Linked DNA regions of Acanthopagrus latus: region 1 is linked to region 2. The links are chromatin contacts, called in public Hi-C maps. All regions are on one chromosome and are shown on one strand. The core of a region is the stretch at or near the end of the contact, and the rest is flanking DNA. Distances in the headings are between cores, read along the strand shown.

What was found. Hi-C and Micro-C count contacts between places; a contact is called where the count stands out from the background.
Region 1: a Hi-C map of muscle shows a contact between it and region 2, with 5 times the contacts expected there. The contact joins the promoter of LOC119004739 here to the promoter of lgals8b in region 2. A contact is called at or near these places in 2 of 4 Hi-C or Micro-C datasets (both in muscle).

What each region holds. Positions count from the first base shown.
Region 1 is chr16:16,238,092-16,245,595 of fAcaLat1.1, reverse strand. It overlaps LOC119004739 (AT-rich interactive domain-containing protein 1B-like), which reads left to right and starts at 4,658. Exons shown (of 21, transcript XM_037071920.1): 1 at 4,658-6,227. The coding sequence starts at 4,941.
Region 2 is chr16:15,985,266-15,992,146 of fAcaLat1.1, reverse strand. lgals8b (galectin-8) reads right to left here and starts at 1,357. Exons shown (of 8, transcript XM_037071952.1): 1 at 1,227-1,357. The coding sequence starts at 1,280. It overlaps LOC119004761 (interferon alpha-inducible protein 27-like protein 2A), which reads left to right and starts at 1,424. Exons shown (of 4, transcript XM_037071958.1): 1 at 1,424-1,529; 2 at 1,683-1,718; 3 at 1,809-1,970; 4 at 3,241-3,474. The coding sequence starts at 1,520. The coding sequence ends at 3,329.

The sequences.
Region 1 (7,504 bases), core at 3,409-5,908, 250 kb before region 2:
CAAAAAGCTCTCTGATTTATTGCACCCACTTTAAAATATGAAATCCCAGTAAAGAACGGGTGTAGGATCTGCTGATGTGCACGACTGTGAGCTGGTTTTACATTTTGCACATCACATGGAGTTTTTTAGTGAAGTCTTGATGATCACATCAACACTCCTCATCAACTCATGAATATGCTAAGTCCACCACAGAATGAGCAAAAGTGTTCATCTTTTGCTGCCGGTGCCACTAATTTGTTATAAAAGTTGACGCATCACATCAGCGCCCGTTCGCCAATGGGGACTTCTCTCCAAGGGCAGCGATGCACCGGAGCCGTTACAGCATTTGAAGTGTCTCGCTCACCACGAGCAGCATGAAGTCTACCTTGCAATGCTAGCGGATTAGCTCGCGTTGCCGCGCTAACATATGCAATGACTGCCGGCGAGCTCTTCCCCATTAGGTTTGCACATCAAAGGCGGCGGGAGAAGTTCTTCACAGGCAGTTAAAAGTGGGCTCAGTGTGGATCTTGTAAATACCGTCTTTGAGTCTGTGCCTCTCGGGGGACACTTCACACACTCCTCCAGTCAGGAGGAGGGAGGGAGGGGAAGGAGAGGAGCAGTGACAGGCATCAGATGGGGGCGGAGGGGATGGAGGTATGGGATGGGAGGGGAGGAGGGGGGTGGGGGGGTGTTTCTAAGAGCCCAGTCCCCTGTCACCATCAGGATGGGATCTGTGGATGAAGAAAATCACTCTCCCCTGCTCGCCTCTCTCCCCGTCTGCATCTCGCTCTCATCCTCTTCCTCCTCTTCACACTTCACATGATAGCTGACAGTAAAAGTAGAGCATGGGCTGTTTTTCCATTTTTTTTTTTTTTTTTTTTTCTTTTGAGTCATGTTTTTTCATAACACATAAATAGAGCATGCGGCGTCCTGGGAATTCTGTGATGCCGTGTTTTCGGCGTACAGGCGGACACAATAGCATCCACTCCTCTCAAGTGTTGTTGAAAACATTTTATCCATCATAGCCGTTTGTAGGGCTCTGGTGAGGCCCCCTCGACTCCGCAAGGAGCAGAAAGGAATAAGAGATGTGTTTTGTTAGCAGCCACACAAACACGCGGGTGCCCGGACCGCGCGCACACACCGCACACATCCCGAAGCCCATCGTTGCCTGGTTTTTTGCAGACTGATCAATGCAAATGCTGTTATTTACCCAAGCCTGAAATGAAAAGACTATGGATCAATTTGATGCACTTCCATAGGGTGTGCTCACAATGGCTGGCTTGCTTTTTAGTCTGAGCTACACCCCCTTCTTCTCCTCCTGAGCCATCCACCCTTCATCTTAAACAAGAACCCCCCCCCAACCACCACCACCCCTCAACATCACTAATGCAAAATGTACCACCATGCTCTCTCTCACGTACACAAACCCTCGCTCTCACTCCACATGCTCTTCCTCTCTTTTTCTTTCAAACACACCCACAGTGTGACACTGGGGCTGCATCCGTCTGAGCTCTGTGTGTATGTGTGTGTGTGTGTGTGTGTGTATATCTGAGTGTGTGCATGTGTGTGTTTTGGGCTGACCCACTTTCTGTGCTTGGCCAGGCTTGTGCTGCTGCTGCTGCTGCTGCTGCTGCCGCTGTCTGCTGTGCTGTTCTGTGCTGTTCTGTGCTGTGCTGCTAGGGGGAGATCCCTGCAGACTCCCTCGAAACAGACTCCAGCTCTCTTCCTGACAGACACTCACCGTGGCATGTTATCCCCCCGCGGAAAGGAGACCTCTGCCTCTCTGCCAGAGTGTGTGTGTGTGTGTGTGTGTGAGTGTGTTTGTGTTTGTGTGTGGGAGCTTAAGACACACCTTGATGAAGACGCACGAATGAATACCCCCACAAAAAAAAAGAAAATGCACGCACACCGGTGTACACACAGTAACATCATCCCCACACTCTTGCACACATATGCAAAGCACATACCATCCCAGATCTGTATATTTTTAATTCCATCCACCCTCCTCCGGCTCCTCCTCCTCTCTTCCCCGTGTTTGTCTGGAGTTATTGTTTCAATCTTGCTGCATCAGGGGGCCCCTGAAGGTTATAAATTAAACATAAATGCAAATGCGCTGAGCCATTGCCCTCCTCCACCTCCCTCCTCCCGCACACACACACACACACACACACACACACACCCATCCTCGCCATTCAAACAGATCAGTGTGTCTGCGAATTAATAGGAGAACAGTGGGCTTTTTTTAATGAGCGAGAGAGGGAAATTAGAGTTGCAAAGCCACAGCGCGCACACCCAGAGCTGCAGCCGAGGCAACGGCTTGAAAAGCCGGGCGCCATCATAGAATATGCTAATGCTCCAGGTCCCCTCACTGTCAGCCCTAGTGTTGCTCTAGATGAGATCAGAGCCGAGGCTTTGATCTGGGACACTGATGGGAGCCAGAATCGTCATGTGCACAAAGTACAGAGAGCAGGAAGGGTGTGGATGAGGCTTGTTCTAATCAGAAAAGGTGCAGTGACGAAGCCCCGGACGTAAAGATACGCTCCATCGTTTAAGGGCATTTGTCCAGACAGTACACACACCAGCAGCAGCCCGTCACCTACACACTCGCCCCTCTCTCACAGGATGTAAATGTGATGTCTTCTCAGGGTGTCCTATAGATAAATAGCCATCTGGTCCTGTTGATGCTATAGGCTGGCCCTGAGTATACTGAGTGGTGAACACCATTGAGACTCTGTAGTTGGACCATAACAACGTTATAGCTTTTTATTCTCTGCCATATGGGCTCATAAAGGCAAACGGCTGGGAAAGGTTTCTAGGGATGTCACCGGCTTTTATTTGTCTCCAATGAGCGAGCTTCCATTTGGAAAAGTGGGATTAAGCCTCTTGCTGTCATGTGATGATATGATTTTTTTCCCATCCTACACGAGTAGTTTCACAGAATGCATCGTATATAATATTTTTCCACTGGAGCACAAGGTGTTTTAAACTCTTGATTTCTCCTCTCTCTTGTACTAACACTGTATCTCCAGCAGGGGTCTTCCCATTGTCATGGACATGGCTTCACAGTGAAATACACCATACACTCAGACTCCACACCTACAAGTATAAGGCAGGGTGAATGTGTGAATTAAAGCAACAATTAGCTTTCGCCTATACATCGCCATCCCCGCCTCTGCAGAGATCGCCATTATATTTGGTTATCGTCACCTCCACCACTGGCATCTTCACTCATCATCATCATCATCATCATCATCATCATCAACAACACATTTGTTCCCACCACCACCACCAGTCATCATCATTATCATGGCCATCCTCGGCACAACTCTCATCCCCAAATCTCTCTCTCTCTCTCTCTCTCTCTCTCTCTCTCTCTCTCCCTCCCCACCCACCCCTTCTCTTCCTCCCTCTCTCCCTCCCCCCTCCCTCTCCCCCTCCACCCCTCTTTCATCCGCAGCTCCCTCTGTTGATCAAATGCATCTGATCTCATCAAAGCGGACCCTCTGCTCATTCAAGTCCCAACAGACACCCCAGCTTCTTTACTAAGCACTATTTTGCATTCATGTTTGAATACCACTGATGGGATAGCATATCTTGTAGACTTTGGTTTTTGTGTGGTCCTACACTGCAGCCTGGGGTTGATGCGTTTTTTTTTTTCTTTTTTCTTTTTTTTTCTTTTTAAATTTCATTATCATTTCAGACAGGTTAGTCTCTGATAAAGTAAATCAAATGAAGGGAATTAAAGAATGTAGACTTTTATTCAAATAAGACCCTAATGAAGAACGCCTTTAATATTCATAATATTCATATTACATTCCAGTGGAGACTTACAACGAGTTTATGGTGACCTAATCTTATTGAATGGCAATTTTTCTTATCTGCCATCCCACCGAATGGCCCTGTAGAATATTAGAGAGTTTATAGTTTGTGATATTTCCACGGTTTCCCCCTCTCATTACGCGATTGCTGTGCCTCTTTTGTTGAAGGGCAACATTACTCCTTCTCGCGGCTGAAAAAAAAGAAGTGATAGGAGCGCGTGGGGGGATGAACTCCGACGTTCACGTATTGCAACATTATAGCCTCTATAAAGTGCGATTACATTCTTATTCCGATGGCAACATTATTGCGCACAGCTTGTGGTTGCGTGTCCGACTCCTGTCAGAGCTGCAGAGAGAACTGGCTTGAGCCGAGGGACAGAGAAGGGGTGGGGAGAGGGAAAATCAGATCTGGATAAATGCGTACCAACTCGCTCGGGCAAACTTAACATCTGCCGGTGTGTTTATTTGAAGGGTCCGCGTGGAGCGGGGGAGGACTGTCTGTGCGTAATTTGCAAATACGGTTATTGTTTGTTTAAGAATATCATGCACTTCAGTCCCAAGGAAGGGGAGTCATCCCTTCAGCCTCTGAGGCGCAATTATTCAAATAAATCCAGATGTTATAACGACAGTAAGACATTGTGTGACATGTCCAAATGCTGCCACACCAGGGTCTCATTGTTTTTTTTCTAAAATCAACCGGTAAAACACCGCAAAACACCGAAAAATCTAGATGCAGCGCGCGTAATGGCTCACTACTCCAGTCCGGATTTTCCATGTGAGGCGCGCCGGAGCCCTGGAGGTGGATAAGCTGGTAGAGCCCGCTCTCTCTCATGCCATGCTGGGCCACAAGGGCTCCGGGAGACGCTGCTACATATTACCGAGAACCGGGATGGAGGAGAGGCGGAGGGGGGAAGAGAAAAAGTTTGGTTTAAACCTGGCAGAGAAACTTTCAACATGAAGCCTCACTGACGCACCGCTCCACCACCGCCACAGCAGCAACCAGCGCTACAACAGAGCTCGCTTTTCCACTGAACACATTTTTCACCTCCCAGCTTGTGTTTTTCTTCCCCCTCTTGTGTTATTTTCTGCGCGCAAGGCTGGTCGGGGCTTGCTGTCGCCGCGCGCTGAGATGTTGGAGTGACCATGGCCGCGCAAGTTGCATCGGCTCCGACCAGAACTAATAACAAAAATAAGAAATTATCCAGCGGTTTGGGTCCGGAGCTCAATTCGGGGAAATCCGGAGGAGGAGGCGGAGGAGGAGGAGGAGGAGGAGGGACCGTACAGCGGACTGGACCGATGCTGAGTGCCGGAGATGGGACTCTGAATAATGTAGACCATCACCGCCGAAACGAGCTCAACATGGTTCATTCAACTTCCACGACTCACAGTGCTCCGGACGGCCACGACAAGGATGGGAATAACCTTGCGTCCGCCCCGGCTCCGACTAATTCAACCACTTCCTCGATGGAGACGAGTTTGATCGCGAACCACAAGCTGAAATGTGTGGGGAGCAGCGGAGATCCCCCTCAGTCTCAGCCGCCGCAGCAGCAGCAGCCGCCGCCGCCGCAGTTCGGCCAATTTGCGCCACATCAGCAGCGACAGATTCAAAGTAACAACACCGCCAATAACAACGGCCAGGGGCCCCGTGGGGACAGGGGCATGGATCACCAACACCACGGCGGCAAGGAGAACCTGTTGGGGGGCCAGGGGGAGCCACAGCAGCAGCACATGCCAGGGAAAGGTGAGGGGGAGCTCACCTGTAAACCCGCGGAGAGGATGATGGGTACCAGGTATGAACACACCAACTTGGGGCCAACAAGCAACAACTCTGAGTTTAATAACAACTATTACACTCCGAGGCCCTGCTATGAGCAACATGGCGGACAGCAGCAACAAAGCAGTGGGATGGGGATAACGCACTCCTCGGCACATAACAGCATGGAGAACTCCCACGAAGCAGGGTACCACAACAGCCAGTACAATCAGTACCCGGCGGCGTACCGGGCGGGCTACGGCGGAGGGGCCTACGGGATGATGGGCCCCTCTGGATGCCGGCAGCCTGGTAACATGATGATGGGCAGCAACTCCTCCACGAGCCACGGCAAGCCTCCCCTGGGGGCTGCTCAGGGTGGCTTTCAGAGGTTCCCAGGACAGACTCAGCAGCAGCAGCAGCAGCAGCAGCAGCCGTCAGGGGCCACCCCGACCCTCAACCAACTGCTGACGTCCCCCAGCCCCATGATGCGGGGTTATGGCGGTGCGTATCAAGACTACAGCGGCTCCACGGCGCAGCAGCAAGCCGGCATGGGCCTAGGGAAGGACGTGGGGCCCCAATATGGAGCCGGTTCGGCTCACGGCTGGGGAGGGCAGCAGAGGAACCATCCTCATTCAATGAGCCCGGGCAACGGAGGGCAAGGCCTCGGCAGGACGCAGGTAAGTTTTGGGAAACTTCTCGCTCCGCTGTGCGCCAGTGAACTTGGGTATCTCTTCGACGGTGTGTCACTCATAATAACATTTATTTAGTTGAATTAAATGGGTTCATATTTTTATTCAGGAGGCTGTGTTTGAACGTGTAACATTTGACCCACCTGAGCTTTAACGTGACAGAAAACAAAAGAAGAAAACACACTTTTATTTATTTATTTTTAATATCTCAATTTAGTAGGATATTTTAAGGAGCCTGCAACAGTTGATAGGATAAACCAGAGGCTGTGTTTCTGCCGTCATATATCAATACTTTATATTCCAGTCGTGTGCCCTGATTGTTATTTCCTCTTCAGTTTTACATAGTGGATAAAAAAGCACCATTCACGCTGGCTGGACCTCTCTGCCGACGTGGTGTCAGACACGTTGCGAAACGCCCTGTTTAGAGGACGTGTTGTGTTCGAGGCGCCCGCCGGACAAAGTGACAACACTCCTATAGAAAATGTACGAAAACGCTCAGTACAAACAGTCGTGTTCGTCATGTCTTGGTGTTTGACTGACGTGAAGAGTCGCACAGACGCCGCGGCCGTGCAGACACCGTCCGTGCCTCCCACTTTCCTCTCTCCTCCTCTCCGTGCGCTCCGTGTCGAGCCGGAGCGCTCCTGCGTGCGCCTCGTTTTTTATTCCCGTGCCCGCTGCTCTCTCCACTATTTGAATAGTGGAGGTAAACTGGCTTAAAGCTCTCCGTACTCCTCGTCTCACAGTTGACACCCAGTCTGCCATCTGATTGGCTCCCTGTGGCCCCGCTGGGCAGACTGCACGGGGGGAAGAAAAAAAAAAAAAAAAAAAAAGGGAGGAAAAAAAAAGGATTCTTGCAGGGATCCTTGGCCATGGCGCTGTGGTGATGCTGCATTCAGGTCTTATGGGAATATTCCAGACTTGGAGGCCGTCCAACGCAATAATTGAAGTTTTATGAAGGTTTAGGCCTACTGATAATTATCCTCATATTTTTTTCCCTACTCACTTCAATGTCAGACCAGAATGATAAAGAAAGTAGACGGTGTGTTTTCATGCGGAGTGAGTTGTCGCCTCGATTCACTCGTCACATTTTGCCCCATCCGATCCGATCTGTGAGAAAAATTTGCCCAACACATGTCTCTTACACATGTCGTGTTCATGCACCCCCACCCCCGGCCAGCCGCACTTCTGTGGGCCACTGCTGCAGCTGGGCTTCGTATGCCTTGCTCGAGGGCACCTCGGTGGTAACAGAGTGTTGCTAATTGTTT
Region 2 (6,881 bases), core at 108-2,607:
TAACTTGACTGAACTTGATTTAATGTACAGGGAAACATTCACAGCACTTCACTTGGTTCCACATTTTATGATGTTGCAGCCTTATTCCAAAATGGATTAAATTCATTATTTTCCTCAAAACTTCTACAAACAACACCCCATAGTGACAATGTGATAGCAGTTTATTTGAAATATTTTACAAATGTATGTACTGGAATGTACTTCATGTATGTACAACAAATGTGTGTATTTAGTTGTGGTTTTTTATTGCTATTATCATGTATGAGACAAGAGGTGGACTAAGGCAGGTTGAGGGGTACAACCTAACAACACTGCCCTATGAACAAGCACTGCCCCTATGTCCATCCAGATGGATGGGGAAAGATGGACAGACAGGGATGGATGGACAAATGGACAGGCTGACATATGGACATGGATGAATGGATGGAAGAATGAGGATGGATGGATGGATGGATGGGTGAGGAAAGAAGGACAACATTTAAAGGGGAGAGTCACATCGTGCATGCAGTATGATTTCAGAGTCGTAGGCAGAGAAGGTGTTTGTACCTAAGCTGCTTCCTGCGAGGGCCAGGATACCACTGGTCATAACTGTGGCTGCAGGTGAAATGATCAAAATCACTGTATAAATAAATAAATTTAAAAAAAAGATTAATCAGTTACAATGTTTATATGTAACCAATTTTTATCTTGTTTTTTTTTTTTAAATACAGTGATTTTGATCAATTTAGCGGCAGCTACAGTTTTGACCAAAATTAACAAAGTCTGCAAATCAAGATAAGAAATTGCAGCTGGCAGTGAGACTGCTTTCTTTTCTTTTAGCAGTGAAGTGATAAACTCCATGACAGAACATCATAAAATACATAATCTTTGAACTTTGAATGGGAGCAGCTGTAACGCAAGCAATTTCCCTTAAAATATTTCTGATTCTGATTCATATATTATGCAGTCAGTTGTCCATATTTAAAGTTAAATTAAATCAAACAAGTTGGCAGTATGGTAGACAGATATCACATTTACGTGTCAGGATCCAGTTATTATAGACACAGATTAAATATCCAACTGTCATTTACCACCACAACTGCCAGCGTTACATGCACTGGCAGCTGTAAACATAAAAACATTAGAAAAATGCATACGTGGGTTTGGTGCCTTCATACTAAACCTATAAGGAGCAGTTAACGTTTACAACGTCATCAGAAAGCGTTACATACGTTGTGTTTTGGTACCTGTCTGTTTCCCAAATATATTCGTACGTGCGTAAATGGGTAAATGCGAGGCATTAACTTATAGCACTTTGTATAAGGGCGCTTTATAGAAGTTCACTCCATTGACTTGTAGTTCACGGGACAGACCTGCCACATCCAATATGGCCGACGCGCTAACGTACTGCGGAAACGGCCCAACACAGTGACGTGTTCACCGTCATCACGTCAAGTCTGCGAGACGCTACAAATAGCCTAAACAGTTTCGATTTTCCGGAGAAACAGGCTGTGTACACTGCTTTGTCAAATCACAAGAAATGGGCCCTGGTCAGTATTGCTGTTCCCTTTGACGACATTGCCACATTTACTGATGTGTTTCCCTTATAACAATACATAAACAATAACCTTAGCAAATGTTGTAAATGTTAAACCAGTTATTAGCTATAAATGTTGATTTCAGTTGTCCATCCTGTGTTTCAGTGTCAGCTGCCGCTATCGGAGCAGGAGTTGGAGCAGGTAAGGCCCTTTGTCAAGCATTGTGACGCATTTTAATCCAGCAACTGCGAACGTAAATGTTTCCTCTGCCGTGTTCTCGTCCATGTGCAGTAGCTGCCCTGTTTGCGGCTCCTGCTGCTCTGGGGTTTGCAGGCTTTACTTCAGCTGGAGTAGCGGCGGGTTCCGTGGCTGCTAAAATGATGTCTGCTGCTGCCGTGGCTAACGGAGGAGGAGTGGCAGCAGGAAGTGCTGTGGCTGTCTTGCAGTCAGCAGGTAAACATCATACAGGACAGATGTTGTAATGGTTGGTTTATAAGCTTACCTTGTGAAATGATCACTACTGGAGCAATGATTTAAAAGGGAGTCATGTGTGGAGTGTAATGCAATGTGTTTTTCCTTTTTTCCTAAGATTAACCGAGTCACATCCAGTCCTCATTGTACTGAGAAACTATAATTTTAAAAAGTTGAAGGGCTGTAAGTTGCGACCATCAACCTCAGAAAATGAGACACAGGGGACCCTTCAGCTTCAGGACTACTTTAGTCGGCTTCACACCTGTATTTGTTTTGGGTTTTTTTGTATTGTCAAACATTCATCATGTAATTGTTCCAAAGTCTGAAGATCAAAACATGGTATCTAATAAAAGTGACAGTAAATGAGGGCAGGATGGCACTCAGCTACTCCTTAAAAACTTTGGAGCCCATTATGACACTTAGTGTTTTTATAACAGATTTTAATCAGTAGGTAAAGGACTTCATTTACTGTTTGTTTTTGGATTCCTAAACATACTTTGTCCATTTGGCACACCCTGCCACCTCTTGAGCTTCAAACAGTGTTCTGGGGACCTTATTTTCCTCTGAGAAATGCTTGTTTGCTCAGTTATGGGGGAAAATGGATATATCTGAGTTAGTATTATTACCTCAAAAATATTCTAAATATTGTGGCTCAGGGGTGGAGCCAGGGTCTTGTTATCGGAAGGTCGCTGGTTTGATTCCCCTGGTGTGCATGTTGCAGTGTCCTTGGTAATACTTCACCCCAACCTGCTCCTTATGTGCTGGTCGGCATCTTGTGTGGCAGCCACTGCCATCAGTCACTTCGGACAAAAGTGTCTGCTAAGCGCCTTAGATGTGAATGTACATTTCTGATGTTGAATTTCTCCTCCAAAACTGCATAGTGCCCCTTTAGTAAGAAAGTGAAGCTGAAGGGTGCCATGACTGCTCATTTGGTAAAGGGTCTGTCCTGTGTACTTAGGAGGATGGAGTTATAAATCGGCCTCAACCTCAGCAATTTACTAAAAACGTGACATAAAAATGCTATGTTTGAACCACAAGAAGCGGTCCTTTTCACGCCTGGGATTGAAGTGGGAAAAAAAGACATGTCTAAGAAAACTCGAGTCATATTGTCACAGAGATTTGGAAAAAAAAAAGTATTCTACAATTCTGATTGTAGTGTTACTGTTTCATGTGGGTTTTTTGTCTTGCCATCAAAGATTCCTCAGGTTCTCTTTAGCTTCGTACCTTAACAAACACTGTGATGTTGCTGTAGGTGCAGCTGGCCTGTCAGGAGCCGCCACTGCCGCTGTGACCAGCGCTGGAGCAGCAGCAGGATATCTGGCCAGTTTTTTCCGCCGATAATCGTAAAATAACTTGAAGAACAAAGGAGGCAAATGCAACTTGAGATACTGTATCTAACCTCTCCCACTCTGCTCACTGTCTATTTCAGCTTATGCCCCCTGGGAGGCGCTATGGGTGTTTTCTGCAATAAATCTATAAAACCTGACATACTGGTTCAGTGTGTCATCCATACGCCATAATGTCCCCTAGAAATGAGTAATGTGTTCAGTGGTTTGTGAACTTTTTTCTGGCCAGTTAAAAGTTGTTGGCTGTGAAACCAAAACTCAGAGCTGAAAGATGCTATAGAGAACAAACAGCTGGATAGTCAGGAGCTGATCAGCTGTAGGTTCATAACTGACAGACACATGTGACTTGCACACAATAACTTGATCCATTGTCACCTGATGAAACTGACCAGACACTTCAACACTACAAATCAAGCTTATCAGTATCCAACATAAAGATGTGTATATTTGACATTGAAGAGCTTGATTGATGAATCAACTTATTTCTGATTGTGATTTCATAGTAAGCACTGACAGGAAATGATTAATTGAATAACCAAAAAGCCTTCTTTTGTCACCTTCTTTTTTCAGTGAAATTAAAACAATCAAATCGTATCAACACGTAACGTTTTCTAAAAGGTGCAGTATATACTTTAATTCAGAAAATTCAGTTTTACCATTTAAGCTACAAACTCAAATTGTGTCCGGTAAAGGGGAGGCCGACAACAAAACCCGTCCACCATAAACCCTTTCTCGCCTCTCGCTTATGCAATATCATGTTGGGGAATATGCTTTATGCATTATTCACCGCTCTTTAAAATATAACTTTAAAGAATTAAAAATGCTATAACCACATGAATGTCATTTCTGTTAGCGCAAAATTATATTAACGTTACTCATCGAGCGTCTCGGTGACAGAGAGCCTGGAGCTTGTGTTTTCCTGGTTTAGTTGTTTTCTACTTGGTCACCAAGTCAGCTGGGGCTATCTGGTCCAGGAGGGAAGATTTTTTTTTTCAGAACCATCACCGGTATCCCCCTCTCTACCATATCCACCACTGCGTCTTCAGCCGAGTTGTAAATCACTGCACCGTCACTGTAGAACACCCTCAGCCTGGCTGGGAATGGAGTCTGAAACCGTATATTTCTTTCTTTCAGCAAAACTTTTGCCTCCGCGTACTCCCTCCGTCTCCGCAGCAGCTCTGGTGCGTAGTCATGGTCCAGGTGTATCCTTTTGACCTGGAAGTAGAATTCTCTGCTCTGCCAGGTCATTTTGATGACCTTCTCCTTCATCCTGTAGCACGAGAACTTGACCACGATTGATCTTGGCGGGGCATCTGTCGGAGGTTTCGGTGTGAGTGCCTGGTGTGCTCTCTCCATATTTAGTGCTGTAGAGGAAGGTAGCTCAACCAATCAGATATCTTTCTATGGTGTCCCTGGGCAGAATGTCCTCCACCCAGGCTATTCTCTTTCCTTCATAGAATGCCCTGACGATTAAACGTAATGAGAATGTACATTTAGGTTGACAATTTGATCAACCAATGACATTTGGATTTGTAGCCAATGGGCGTATTCTTTAAGGTTTTCAAGGGCTCCAGGGTATTCTAGAAGGCCCGCTTGCTCAGTTACGTGGGACCTAGCTTAAAGTGAAACTCTAGCTAAAAAGCAACCAAGGCTTTATTTGTGATTTGAATATGAGTCAACCCTTCATGTAAATACATAAATTCGATGAAAGAGTCACAGATTTACCATAGTTTTGGTTTTGGGCAAGCTAGTTTTCAATGGAACACTAACATTAAAATAGCTATTTTTAAAACACTAAGAAGGCTCGACACAACATGAAAATTTGCTAGTAGTACCACCGGGGTCTCTACACATGAACATGAGCATTGAGAACATTGTTTGTGTACACAGAGTTTACTAAAAAGAAGGTTTTTGAACTACTGACTGTAGGAGCTGGATCTCCGGCGCATCGCTGTCATGGCAGACAAAAAGTCTCGATCCCCAAGTGCGACCTTACAGGCAGGAGAGTAATGGTGGACTGCTCGTCAAGCAGTTTTGTATGGGGTTTGAGGGGCAGAAGGAACATTTTGATCAAATATATGACGAGGCTGTGCTGAACACTGGCGTGCCAACTGGACTGCACTTTGACTTGCCACTGCTGAAAACTGAACTGTCTGTGATATATACTGTGCAAGATTTTCAGGGAAAGAACCCATCTGACGTCCTCCTCTCTCCAGCGTTCAAGTCTCTGTGACAGCATGCATCAGTTACATGCACTAACATGTTTAGTTTTAACAATCCCTGTCACCACGGCATACGTGGAAAGGACATTTTCTGCCCTCATAAGATAAAAACATATGCGAGGAACACATCAGGACAATCCCAACTCTCTGCGTTAGCTTCCATAGCTATTGAAAAGCAAGTTCTATTGGATCTGAAATCCAGTGATCAGCTTTATGACCGGGTAATTGAATTACTATTATTGGTAATATAATATATATAATATATAATATTGGTTATTGGTACAGAAGGCCCAGTTCTGATGGGCACGGTTCGCCACTGCTGTTTATGTTAGCATTAACCACGGAGGGATCAGAGCGAATTAAACAGCTAAATCTGCCTCAAATGCTACATCACTGAATTACACAAATGTACAGACGCAGCATTGCATGCATTGCAAAGCATTGGATGATTTGCCAACTATGAAGACAGAGGAGGTGATAAAATACTTCGACTGCAGGGACTGCAGCACAGACAGGCCGAGTCAGCGGAGAACATTGAGACCAAGCCTGTTTGGGTCCAACTGGAGAAAGTGAAGGCTGACAATACAACTCTTCAACAGAAAGTATGCGAATTGGATAGTGAAGACTGTCGTTTAAAGGAGCTGCGATCACAGGAAACACAACATTTCAAGAAAACTATTGAGCGCCTACAGTTGGAGCTCTATAACAAAAACCCAGCAGAGTTTGAGGCTCACTTGAATGCAAATCAGCTGCAAGAAAGACTTGTAAATGAGAGAATTAAAGTTCTGGAGCTGCAGGACAGACTGGACAAGAAAAAGGAAGCTTTTCAAAACCTAGAGAAAGATGCTAAGAGGGCCATAAAAGCAACCCAGACTGCCCTGGAAACAGCAGAGGATCTGCTGGAGACTGGGCGCCTCTGCTGGCAGCAGGAGAAATCCTCTCTGCTGGAGGAGATGGAGAGATCCAGAGCTCTCCACGTGGCTCAGCTGGATGAGGAGAAACACAAGAACGACACCCTTGTGGCTACACTGAAGAACATTAAGCAGCAGCTGGACAGCCATCGTTCTGAGTGGCGGGAGGAAAAGACATCACTCATTCAGGCCACAGAAGACCATAAGAAGACTGTGCGGGATATGCAAGTTGTGGAGACTATGGAAAGATCTCAGGCTTCTCAACAAGCCCAGCATGAGGAACACAAGGAGGAAACCAGGAAGTTGGCCGCTGCCCTGAAAAAGGCAGAGAGTCTGCTGGAGACTGAGTGCTTCTGGTGGCAGGTGGAGAAAGAGGTGGCGATATCCAGAGCTCTCCACATGGCTCAGTTGGAA